Linked DNA regions of Hordeum vulgare: region 2 is linked to region 1. A link is a contact called in public Hi-C data. All regions are on one chromosome and are shown on one strand. Each heading gives the region's core, a stretch centred on a gene start, on an enhancer-like site or on the middle of the called end of the contact. The rest is flanking DNA. Distances are from core to core; before and after follow the strand shown. Region 1 holds the start of LOC123404511 (protein RGF1 INDUCIBLE TRANSCRIPTION FACTOR 1-like). Region 2 holds the start of LOC123402183.

Region 1 (6,621 bases), core at 2,271-4,770:
ATTTTCGTGACAAAACGAAGACAATATGCGTGGGAGAAATTGGCCTGGGAACCCCACTTGCTCATTTTTCTCAGAGGTGGAACCTGCTAATCACTTGTTCTTCGATTGTCCCATTGCTCGAAAAGTGTGTATGTGTGTGGGGGGCATGGGGCTGACTGTGGCGTCACCTTGTTGTCCTTGGTCTCTATGGCAATGTTGGGCATGGTTGTACAAGTTATTTCCTAACGGCGAAAGATATTTCATGATGATTATCGTTGCCATTTGTAAGGGGGGTGGGTTGGTGTGCTCGTAACAAAGTCACTTTCGAGAAACATATTATTCACTCTCCTTTGGAGGCTGTCTTCCCTGTTTGTTCTTTTATGTTGTATTGGACAGAGCTGCTGAAGGGAGGTGACAAGCTGGAATTCCAAACAGGTGTGAAGCGGTTGGTCCAGGTTGCTGCAGGTGTGGCCGATAGGTCACACGCTCGTGGAAGGCTTCTCCTGAGCGATGGAACTAGGATTCCCTCCGGCTAAACTTTCACGGCTTATTTGAGTCTATGTTTTGCTGCTCCACTAGGGTTTGATGCCCAATCGTTCCGTGTAGCTCTGCTAGACTTTTGATGTTTGGTTTATATGTTGTCTTAGGGTTAGTATTCATATATTCGTTGTTGTGTTGTTGATAAGGTATCGTCAGGTTTTCATCCCATGACGTATGATCCGTTTCAGGATCTTTCAGAGTGGTTTTTCTGATGATGCTCCAACTCGCTCCCTCCTTTCGGTCCCCTTTGAACTTTGTTGAATGTCTTTAGATGTTACTATATGCTTAGTTTAGCGACTCTCTTAGATGACCCAAGAAACCAGTGTATTTTCGTTGGTTACAAAAATAATGGAAAAGGGATGTAAGCCCGGCTGGAAAAATGGCACGGTGGCGACTGATCGTCATATCAGCAAAGGGGAGCAAGTGACAAATGACCGCGTGTCCAGTGAAGAAAACTGGAACGGATCAATGGGCGCCATGAGGCCACCTTATGAAGCGGCCGGGTGGCAACTGGCAAGTGGCAACGTCAGTGCGTCATGGCATACGGGGACCGGAGAGGGGCCGGAGCCACTCTCCGGTCGATGGACGTGGCACGGCGTGCGCGCGCACGAAATGCTGTCGAGGAGACGGTGCGAATAAAACGGAGATGTCACCCAAGATGAAGACGCGGCCCTGGTGGAGGCGCAACCGTGCAAGTGCACTGGACTGTATAAGCTTGGACGATGCACTTGAGCTTGATCACCGGGCGTCCCACTCCCACTCGCCACGCCAGCAGGATAAATGCTCGACGTTGATCGGAGCCCCCGGCCTGTTCCGATTCCGAACGGGCGGCGACCGGCGGAAAGTAAATGCGGTCGACGGAGGATGGCAGGCAGGCGTCAACGTCAGGAACGGACAAATGGCGGGTCCATCAAGTTAGGCGGCGTCGCCGTCCACGCCGGGTGGAGGAAACCGAGCCGGCCATGCGTCCCATGACTCATCCCTTCCAGAAGCTACCGCGCGGCGCGCGCACGGGCTTTTCCACGCGCGCGAGCGGTCCAAACACGTGCCGACCTCCGCCCGTCAGCTAAATGCACGCCGCCGTCTCCTCAGGCGGAGGCTGAGACGTACGTCACCGGGTAACCGCATCGCCGGCCACGTCGAGCATCTCCTGCGCAGCCGGCAGCCGCAATAATGGCGGGCTCGCTCTGTTCTGTGCTGAGTGTCAGAGGACTGGCTCTGGGAGCGAGCGAGTGAAGGCCGCCACCCAGCCAGATCAATGCCTGGCTCTGCGGCATTGGGAACACCAAAACATGGCCATGCTGAGCAGCGTTCTTATTTTCATTACATGGCTCGTGCAGTACATGAACACCACACTGCCCTCCTGCTCCACATACTACTGGTACATTTATCTGTCATCTATGCACATTTACGATCTAGTGCGATAACCATATGGTCATAGTCGCATGGAGTACACTACAGTATACTGTATATTGCAAAACTTGGTCGTCGTCATGGAGTTGCAAGTTACTTTACAGTCTGACACTAGGGTTTTACCAGTGGTAACTAGCTAAAACTCGAAACTGGAAGTACCACGCTATAGTATTAGTGTGTGCCCCTCGACGGCGGCTCATCGCCGTTCAGGGCGCGCAGCTATTACCTTCTTGGCTATGTCACGTATACAGTAGGCTAGAGCGTTGATCAGGCCAGACATGCGCTTGGCTCTGTGTGCCGTCCTAGAGCTCCACGATGAGGCTGCCGAACGGCGACCGGTGCGGGATGCCCTTGCGGCGCTTGTTTCCGGCGCGGTAGCTGCTGGAGGTGGCCGGCGGGGTCGACGGCGAGAAGCTCTGCACCACGCTGCTCTTGTCGCTGCTGCCGCCGCTTGTGCTCGTGCACGAGTGCTCCGAGTCCGACCGCGCGTCCTTGAGCGCCGCTCTCTTCTTCTTCTTGCCGCCGCCGCCGACGCCGCCGTGTTTCTTCCTCGGCCGGTGGCCGCCGGACGTGCCTACAATCTGCGGAGCACAAGATGCAGTGCTGGTTACAATCTTGCAATGCAGCAGGCCATGGCCAAATTAAGCTTGGATTGTAAGGAGAAGCGCATATACTACATACTTTACATCCGAGGGAGCAGAAGCGGAACGAGTCGAGGAGGCTGCGCTCGCAGACGTCGCAGGTGTTGGTGACTCCCTTGCCCGGCCTCGGCTGCGGGCGCTCGTTGAGGAACACCACGCGCGCGCTGTTGATGATGTACGTCTGCACGCCGGTGATGTCCAGCACCCTCTGTATCTCCGACACCCGGATCACGTCGTGGTACGACGACCTCCGTATCTGCCCCGCACGCCGTTCGTCCATACGCATCGTCAGTCACCATGAAAACCGGCATGAATCGATCGAACGGGGGAGGAAAGAAGGCGGACACGGGACCCCGGCATTGGGGCGTCCGCGTGCATGAATGGTCCACTGACCTGGATGGCGTGGTGGTCGCGGTGGTGGGCGAGGCAGAGCGAGCAGAGCGCGCCGCCGATGCAGTCGAGGCAGTACATGTTGCACTCGCTCTTGTGCGCGTCGGCGTGCACCCGGCATTGCACGAAGAAGCTCGTCGCCAGCAGCGGCTTCAGCCACGGCGGCCACCGCTGGTTCCCCGCCTCCTCGTCGCACTCCGCTCCTCCCTGCACACCCAACATTTCAGCTTCAACCCGGCGCCGCCACTAGTCTAGGATGAACAAACGAGAACCAAGAACACATAGCAGGAGGGACACAAGCATCAAGAAATCAATTACCGTGGCGCCGCCGCTCTTGAGCGCGAGAGGGGATGCGTGGTCTATTGCCATCTTCGGCCGGCGAAAGGAGAGGAATGTGGATGCAAGATGGCAGGGGAGGGAAGAAATGCTGTGCAAGAAAGCAGTTCGCCGGCGCAGGAGCGCGAAGGCTTTGTAGACCGAGGAAAAGTAGTGCAGCACCTGTGGCTTGTGCCAAGTAAAAAAAGAATGGGAGGAGGAAGACTCGGCGCGTACTTGACAGTGAGCTCTAGGGCCCGTTCTTATCGACTCGTCGCGGGCCCGGGCCGTTTCGCGAGTCGCGACCGGTCGAATCGCAAATCCTACACAAACAAGCTCTGAAGTCCCATCAAAGAGGCGCGTTTTCTCTGTGAGCCCGTCGCCGTCGCGGTTCCGGTTCGGGTTGCATCCCCGTGATCCGGTGGGAAATTGTGATCACTCCTCTCCTAAACAGAGCGTATTTCTTTTGCCAGTGCTACGCAGAGGCACACACCCGCTTTTAGTTGTATTTTCGCTCCGCGTGGATGCTTCTCTGGGATATTCCATTGCATTCGCCGGACACTTGTCTTTCTCAGCTCCAAAATAGGCGGTGCAAGCAGAGCGAAAGCCCACGTTTTCTCAGCTCCCAAAAGTGAAGAAAGAAAAATGGCACAAAAGTTTACCACTAACGACGCCATTGCCGCACCAAATGCGTCGCCCATTGGCCAGTCCCGCGCAAGCAAGTGGATCGAAAGGGATCGGATGCATCCTCAACCGTGCATGCATGCGTATACCGCCATATATACTACTCCCTTCGTTTCATAATATAAGTATTTTTAAAGATTCACTAGAAAACTACATATGGATGTATATAGACATACTTTAAAGTATAGATTCACTCATTTTGTTCTGTATGTAGTCATTCCTTTAATGAAAACGGTTAAAAGACTTATATTTAAAAACGGAGGACCATATCCCTTCGATGCTCCCCGCGTTCTGGAACCAGGGCCGTCGCCTTTTCTCTAGTGCCGTCGGCCGGCGATGATGGATGGATGGATGGATGGAACCGCCCATGCCCGGATTTCTCGAGCTGTCCGTTCGTTTTCCGTTTTCCACCTAAGCCGGGCCGTGCTCTGCCGTCACCGATTCGGCAAGATGATGCTACCGGTGCACGGCGGTCTGCCCACCCACTCCTGTAACGTCCCAGTTATCTTGATAGCTGCTACCGCTGTGCACACACTGATCTCTGCCGTTGAGGAGGCCACCGGGCACACGTTTTTGTCCACTGTGCTGTTGCGGGCGCTGCCTATTATTGTGCTTTTCTTCCGTGGCAAGATCCATGTGCGAAGCAACGTGTCAGCTCCTAAGAGCATTGTAGACATCTACTCGGTGCGTGCAAGATATCGTGGGTGATCGCTGTCAGGTCACAGGGAAAAAGCTCGGAATGCTGCACCGCGTAGATTAGTCCCGAAGCAGTTATACGTCCGCGTCGTCTCGATTTGTTTTATAGGAGGGATTAAACAAGGAGCCAACTTGCTAAACCGCGGGGCCCGCCTAATCGCAGGTACGGTAGGCGTTGACAACCTAACATGTCGGGGGCAGCTTTGTTCCGCCCACCGAGTTCGAGTTCGAGTTCGAGTCGAGTCGAGTCCATGCTGCTGAGTTGTATCGAGTTTCGTAGGCACGGACGGATTGGTGTTGCGTGAAGCGTCACGGCACATATACATGGCCGAATTCCTGATAAGAGTTTTCTGTGCTCGTGCAGTCCCCCCGTCTACGGGCCTGAGCTATTATAGTGGTATGCTGGTACGTTACGTCCTAAGAAATCGCGTGTAGTATAGCCCAAATGTGCCAATAAGTTGGCTCCAATTTTTTGACCTAATGAGGGACTTTGATCTGAAAAGTAATACGTATAGTTAAGGCGACTGAATGTACTGGACACGCCTGGTTATTAACAAGTAGCAGTCCGCTCTAGAGTTCCTCGTTCTCTCCCCGGTGCCGTTCTACCTCTTCGTGTGGTCTCACGGTCAGAGCATCTGCAGCCGTTCGACCTTCAGTGGTCCCAAATAGCTTTGTCTGAGGATCTATTAGCGTTAAAAATGGCGTGGGGGCCCGGTTTTCCAGCCGCCCACCCAAGGGCGCCCCAGCGCTTTCGATCCAGTTTCTACGTAAATTTGATCCACTTTTGATCTATATTCGGTATTTTAGCACAAACTGAACAACAATAGTTATTTTTTATTAAATAGTTCATCACATAAATTAATATAAAAAAAAAGTTTAACAAATCAATACAAATAAAAAAATCAAGCTAGGCGTTGCCCTTGAGCCTCCATAGATGCTCCACCAAATCGTGTTATAGTTGTTGATACACCTATGGGTCTTGGATCTTCTCACGCATGTTGAGGAAGTCAGTCCAGGTTGTCGGTAGCTGGTGATCAACTTGAGCAAGAGGACCTTGCCTGTAATATGGTTCAGTGTCAAACACTAGCTCCTCCTGCTCGCTCTCAATGATAATGTTGTGCAAGACAACACAACAAGCCACGACTTCCCACATTTGATCTTTCGACTAGGTCTGAGCAGGGTACCGGACAACAGCAAAACAAGATTGAAGCACACCCAATGCCCGCTCGACATCCTTCCGGCAAGCTTCTTGATGCTTGGTAAAATAGAAGTGCTTGTCTCCTCGTGCGGGATTTGAGATAGTCTGCACAGATATGGATCATCTCGGATAGATGCCATCTGCTAGGTAGTATCCCTTGTTGTAGTTGTATCCATTAACCTCGTAGTTAACCGGAGGAGCATGACCTTCAACAAGCTTGACAAAGACATTCGAGCACTGCAATACGTTTATGTCATTGTGAGTTCCTCGCATATCAAAGAAGGAGTGCCAAATCCAGAGATCATGTGTGACCATTGCCTCAAGTACCACACTCCAACCTTCTTTGGCGCCTTTGTACATCCTTTGTCAAGCAAATGGACAGTTTTTCCATTTCCAATGCATGCAGTCGATACTTCCAAGCATCTCAGGAAATCCTCTTTCTGCATTTTGTGCTAGGATCCGAGCAGGGTCTTCAGCATTGGGTGATCGCAAATATTAAGGTCCAAAAACTGCCACCACTACCGTGCAGAACTTGTAGAAACACTCAATGGTGGTGGACTTGGCTATGCGTCCATAGTCTTCGAGAATATCACCTGGAGCTCCTTACGCAAGCATCCTCATAGGTGTCATGCACTTATGGAGCGAGGTGAATCCAAGTGTGCCGGTCCAATCCTTTTTACACTTGAAGTAGCTGTCGAACTCCGTGATGAAATTCACAATCCTAAGGAAGAGCTTCCGGCTCATACGATAACTTCGTCAGAATAA
Region 2 (6,621 bases), core at 2,429-4,928, 590 kb after region 1:
TTCCAACAGATATCGGATATGCAATCTTTGCTCGAGGGGCATTATGGGTGGCTCATGCCTCCTATCCTTGATGGTGGTGGCGGATCTACACAAACACACGGAGAGGGTATCAGGACAGAGAGTGTGCGATTGGGAGGTGATTCCTCTTTGGCAGATCATGGGTTAAGTACGATGAAAAGAAGATAGGGTGCCATGGCAAACGTGAGGTGTGTGTTAACCAATTTTTTTTTTAAAAGAGCTCGAACGAGAAATGTTCCGCTACGACGAAAACCAGACGGGAAGGGGAAGGTCCGGTAGAAAAAGGTAAGGTTGCATCGTGGGATGGCAAGCTTGTTGGGCGCCCATTTGATATCCAAGCACGCCCGAACGTATGAGGAAGAAGTGACTTTTCAGAATGATTTGTTTGATTCATTTATGAGACAAGTCGTTCGACACTCAGGTGCCCCTGCACCCTCTATGGAGAGTAAATTTAAATAAATAAATAAATAAATTCTGAAACTTTGAAACATCTAACAAACATGATTAAACATTCGACGTTCTTGCAATTTTTCAGCCTCAAATAACATTCAAGGAGACCTCACCTAAAAATATCAATGGTCAAAGTTTATGTGCACTTTTACGTAGTAATTGTTTTTATGAGGGCTCCTCGAATGTTATTTGTGGCTGAAAATTTGCAAGAACATGAAAAGTTTGCTCACTTTTGATCCCCTAAAGTTTCTATTTCTTTTTGAACTTACTGTTTATGAGGGTGTAGGGGCATCCAGGAGTTGTCATACATTTCTCTTTATTTATTTTATTTTAGACTAAAGCAAGCCATGGGCGTTCTACTAGTCACTTTAAGTTGTGACCTTGAACTTATAATTTCTCTCTTGCAACACATGCCTAATACAGTAGATATTAATTTGTGATGAACTTGATCTCGTATTACTTGATCATTTCTAGAAACTTATCCAAGTGACTTACCAATACATATGAATAGCATTTATCTGCCACGCCTTCTAAAAACAATAATATACTCCCTTTGTTCCTAAATATAAGACATTTTAGAGATTGCACTATAAACTATATACGAATGTACATAGACATATTTTAGAGTATAGATTCACTTATTTTGCTCCGTATGTAGTCTCCTAGTAAAATCCCTAAAAGATTTTATATTTTGGAACGGAGGTAGTACACAATCTATACCTAATAATAAAACGGCTATTGCTTCCGCCGGAAAACCCACCACGGTATTTTTATAAAAAAGCCCCCGTAATTTTTGTTATTCAACCCGCGCTCCATCATTTATCTGCAACGCAAAAGGAAAAACGATTCGCTGCAAAAATTATACCCGTACGCATCGCCTCCTCCCGTCGACCCTGGGCCACCCTGGCATGTGCTCAGGCCGCCGCCACACCACTCGCCGCAGCGTCCGACCTCAACCGCCATCGCTGCCGATCTCAACCCACCCGCCTCCGCGGATGTACCTCTCCCCGCTCACTGCCCCCGTTGCGGCGCTCGAGCGCATCGCGTCGACCCTGGTCCACCCTGGCCTGTGCCCAGGCCGCTGCCACACCACTCGCCGCCGCGGCCGACCTCAACCACCACTGTTGTTGATCTCAACCCACCTGCCTCCGCGGTCGTATCTCTGTCCGCTTGCTGCCCCCGTTTCGGCGCTCGAGCACAGCTTCTGGATCAAATCAACGCGACAGCTACAACGACTTGGGATGATGCGTCTGCTCGATGCAGAACGGCGGCGGCGCGCGGATAAGGCGCGGCGGAGCGAAGTACTTGCAGTTGGAGGCGGGCCTCCATGCCTCACACGGGGAACTCCGAGGTTATGGTGCGGCAACGACGACTCCTTATGGCCAGATAGAGGCGCCTAACCCTCATCGTATCCCCTCCTCCGGCAGGAACTCATCATCTGGTGAGATCCCCTCCCCATGCCTCCAACCGTGTGCCAAGCACCGGCAAGAAATTTTGTTTTGTGGAAATTTGTTTGCTGATGAACGAATGTATTGAATGTAAGATTGCATTGTTGTAGAGAGAGAATGGAACACCACCTTTAGTTTGTCATCTGATCCCACATTCTCTACCCCATGAGTGAAATAAGATAACAGTCAATCGATCAATTCACGTAGCCTGTTTGTTTTGCTTTGCTTGTCCCGTTCAATTTTTCATCATGGTGGAATTAACAATGAACGGGTTGATTTCTCAACAAAATAGGATAGGACTGACTACATTAGTTAGTTAGCTTATTATTTTAATAAATCAAAATGATTACAAAAGATTAAAAGCATGTGGTATTTTTTCTCCCGTTGCAACGCACGGGCCCTTTTGCTAGTATGAACCAAACAAGGCAGCAGAATGAATATCAATAAATCAGGCACCACACCATCACGCCTCAAATGGCGCCTTTATCTTAACCTTGAAGTTTTGCTGGGGCCCGTGTGCAAAGAGCAGTGTTACTCAATGATTGGAACCGATCAGCACGTCACAGGAACACTTTTTCTTTAACGGATTACTACCAAACTGCGTCAGTTGCTATAATATTACTATCGCACGAAGACTGATGCCGATGGAGACACGACACGTTCGATGGGAGTGTTTACGACAAACTCCTTCAAGGCATACGCACACCGGAAAGATTAATCCCTGATCTCCCATCTGCCGACACGTTTGGCAACTTAACTATAGACGGAATCATGGGCACCATCCAGATTGCAAGTGACGGGGAAGAATTTTTAGCATCGATCCCTTTCAGCGCATTCTCTAATACAGTAGTACCGACGAGCGCGTTGGTGCGCGATTTGAGAACGAACGAGTGTGCGTCTCGTCTATCTCTTCTTTTATTATTGCACAAGACCGACTACAAGCGATGCAGGTAAAGTGCACTCCTCGTACTAATCCTTTTTTAAGGGAACACAGTAAGAGTTACTCGTACTACTAATCTTGCGGTAATAAAGCTCAAAAATGCAAAATGGTGGCCGAATCGCTTTGACTTTGCCGTCCACCCGAACGCGAGACAACACGGCTCCGGTCCAAAGCACAGGCGTCGCCGAACGTCAACCACACGTGCATGCAGAAGCGGACGATACGTCGAAGGCGATACGCTGCGCTGCGGCCGTAGTCAATCAGTCAGTAGCGGCCTGTTCGACGTGCGTGTAGAATAGACGCGATACCTACGATTCGCGCTACGAACCAGATCCGCGAGACTGCAACCGCTATGGACGCTCTGCAGGTGCACTCCACACGGGCAGCAAGGTTTCATTTTAAATAATTAATTAATTAACTGATGAGGGAAATAAAGGAACAGCCGTCTCGGTCGCCACCATCCTCATGAACCGACACGCGGGCCCCACGCAACTGACCCAAGCACGGCTCATTCCCGCCCCCGCACGTGCGCGGGCAGCCTTATCTTTCGTCCACCCCGGGATCCTCTGCGACCAACGACGTAAGTATAGCAGATGCTCCTCCCTGTTGCTCAGAATCGGACTGGAGATTTATTTTTTGTTCCAGCAGTTGATAGGCAACCGCAGAAGATCCGACGGCAACCGCTGCCCAGCTGTAGCGATGGCAGCCTCGTGAATAACCGCAAGCTACGTGCCCAGTCTCGGCACCCGAAAACCCACACGCCGTTAAGCCAGCCTCCCGCCGGCGCCTCCTTTATTACACACTCCGGCAGCGACGCTGTGAGTTCGTAGTATTCGCTGGTAACGCACCCCACATTTCACTCCCCAAGAAACGCGAGGCAGAGAGAGAGAGAGAGCAACCGCACGCACGGAGGGAGATGAAGGCGGAGAAGGCAGCGGTGGCCGCGGCCGTCGGCGGAGGAGGCGACGAGTGGCGGTGCCGGAAGCACCCCGCGGCGAGATCCGGCGGCGGGGTGTGCCCGTACTGCCTCCGCGACCGGCTGCTGCGCCTCTGCCCCAACTGCGCGCGCGTGCGGCCCTGCCCCTGCACCTGCGCCTCCCCGTCCTCCTCCTCCTCGGCGTCCGGCGACGCCGTGGGCCGGGTGCACAGCCTCATCGAGCGGGAGCACCGGGTGGCGCGCTCGCGGTCCGTCGCCGCGTCCTCCTCCGCCGCGATGGCCTCCGTCGCCACCGCCGCCTCCGGGAGGCGAAAGGCGAGGGTCTGGGGGTGGACGCCGTTCTGGAAGTCCTCTGCCAAGGACGGATGCGCCGCGCCGGAGGAGGACGAGGAGGAGGAGAGACTGGGGCTGGCGAGGTCCAGCTCGGTCTCCGCGACGGCCGTGGAGGCCAAGGCGGTGGCGGCCAAGGCGGCGGCGACCAAGGCGCGCTGGGGCTGGCACTTCCCCAGCCCGATGAAGGCGTTCCGGCAGCACCGGAGGTCGTCGGCGAGCATGCCGGAGCGGGGGTGAGATTCCTCGCCACCAGTGGGGTGGGGTGGGGGATCCGTCTGCTGCTTTTAGGAAGGTGGTTATAATATTAATCAATTAACTATATGGAATGGAGGTTCTTCTTTTTCACTTTTGTGGCTCGCGTGCTAATGTTATGCTATGATGATGATTAAGCTAGACTAAAACCAAAAGCCTGTGATTTTGGGCGCCTGAATGCACTCGATTACTCTTTGGGCGGTGGTGTTTCCCCCTTGCTTTTGCTGTCCCTTGCTCATGTGTCTGTACACTTAATACTACCATCAAATTGGGCGTTTTAAGCTCCCCGATTTGATCTGCGCTAGTAGCACTTTCCTTCCACTACCATCCATGAATCTGCAATTTCATTGCATTGCATCCTTGATTGCTTTTTGGGTATTCATCAGGATTAAAGTTAGAAACCCGAGGCCTGTGAGACAGATGGTACTGCCAGCACAACATCGACCAGCAGTTAAGCACGGTAGCGTGGTGAAAAGAACCAGTCCGGCGGTGTTCATTGCCCCATTTATCTAGAGCTTTTGATGTTATGTATGGAGTGGGGGGTACGTGAGGGGATGGCAGCTTGTGTGTCGTGCACACCCGTCTAGTCGTGCTGCCTTGGGCGGAGCAGGTTCAGGACAAGGAACAGTCTCGACCGCCGTGTCCTCGTCTCGCCGACATGTGGGCCCGCGCAGCACACGCGCGCCTAGGAGTACGTCGCAAGCAGTGAAGGAGAGGACCCTTCGCCCTACTACTGCCTGGTCTAGCGCCTCTGCCGATAATGCACTGACACTGCCGCCCGCTGCCTCGGCGGCAAACGCAGCGCATCGTGCAGCGAGCTCTCCCCCTACTACCCTTCTTCACATCGTGGTCTACTGGTTCACCGCGGGCCGACGTTTCAAGTTTCAACTCCCCTCGAAATCATTTCGAGCTCAGCTCACTATTTGCACCGATGAGGTAATCATTGCCCAACAGCTCAAGCTTTGTTCGTGGAATCTTTCGGAGAAGGTGGCGCCTCTTCCGAAAGGAAAAATGCCCCGCTTCATCGCTGCCGCCAGTAGCGCTGCAGTATCTGAGCTGTTCACCGGCCAAAAACAAGTCATTATATATATATAAATATATACAGTATAATAACTGCTGTAGAGATAAAAGGTGGTAATAGGATTCAGCGGGTCATTATCTGAGCTGTGCACCAATCTTTTGCCGAAAAACTGTTGAGCAATCAGTAGGTTGCGAGTGAGAGTGGCACATTCGTCGCAAGCGTCCGGGACGCGAACCCTCTGGTGGATCGACGCGGCCGGTGGACGCCGCGGTAGGCGCCACGTCCTCGTCATCTCGAGCTGCGACGGGAGCGCGTCGATGGCGACGAGCCTTCCCCCCTGTGCGCCCCCGTTGGACGCTTGCGAGCGAGCTGCGTCGCCGGCTGGCCGCTGTGGCGTTTTTATTTTTTGACGAAGGTAATTTTTTCACCTCATCACTGTCCGAAAGTTTCGCCAATGCAGAGCCGAGCACTATTGCCTGGCTGGCCTCCTGGAAACATAATCTTGTCGTGTGTGCAAAACGTGAAGGCAGTACAAACCCCTAGCGAGCATGTCTACGGACTACTGTTGTACGCAGACGCGTCGAGCGAGCGACCATGGCTGACCGCAGCCGTTGTCTGGTCCTGGATCGCTGCCTCAAAGCGAAACGAAGAGAAATGGACCGATGCAGCTTTTGTTTCCACGAGCGAGTACATGGCAATCGGTCTTTCATCTTATCAGACAACTCGTCCGTCCAACCGAGGGGAGCAAAAAAGAAAAAGGCAGGGACAACTCATAGCCTCGCTCGAGTTTTCGAAAAAAGAGATATAGCCTCGCTCGTCAAGGCTGCGGTACGGCAAAAGCCCACGCCGTTGTTCGATTCCATCGTCCGTCCGTTTCCACTCGATATCGAGGCCCTACGACGAACAGCGGGCCAGGTAGAGCGCAGTCCATGTTCCAGAGTATAATGAGAAAAACGGTGACGCCCTTTTTTTTGTTATAAATAGTACAAGTGCAGCTCACCTGTCCACTGTGGGCGATTATCTCAGCTGAGACTTTACAGGTCAAAGCAGTGGGGTTCATGAGTAGAACAAGGGCTGGAAAGATCAGTGATTTACTCACCGGGTGTCTCGGTAAAAGAAAGGTCCTATGGCGTTCATGAGAACAAGGGCTGAAAAGACTAGTGATTTACTTACTGGTAAAAAAAAAAGCTTCCAATGCTAATTAACCATGTTAGGGCAACAA

The links. Hi-C and Micro-C count contacts between places; a contact is called where the count stands out from the background.
Region 2: a contact with region 1 is called in a Hi-C map of seedling, with 5 times the contacts expected there. The contact joins the promoter of LOC123402183 here to the promoter of LOC123404511 in region 1. A contact is called at or near these places in 2 of 6 Hi-C or Micro-C datasets (leaf and seedling).

What each region holds. Positions count from the first base shown.
Region 1 is chr6H:451,674,408-451,681,028 of MorexV3_pseudomolecules_assembly, forward strand. LOC123404511 (protein RGF1 INDUCIBLE TRANSCRIPTION FACTOR 1-like) reads right to left here and starts at 3,521. Exons shown (of 4, transcript XM_045098441.1): 1 at 3,282-3,521; 2 at 2,967-3,170; 3 at 2,614-2,829; 4 at 1,813-2,513. The coding sequence starts at 3,332. The coding sequence ends at 2,235.
Region 2 is chr6H:452,267,566-452,274,186 of MorexV3_pseudomolecules_assembly, forward strand. LOC123402183 reads left to right here and starts at 3,679. Exons shown (of 1, transcript XM_045096062.1): 1 at 3,679-4,573. The coding sequence starts at 3,773. The coding sequence ends at 4,363.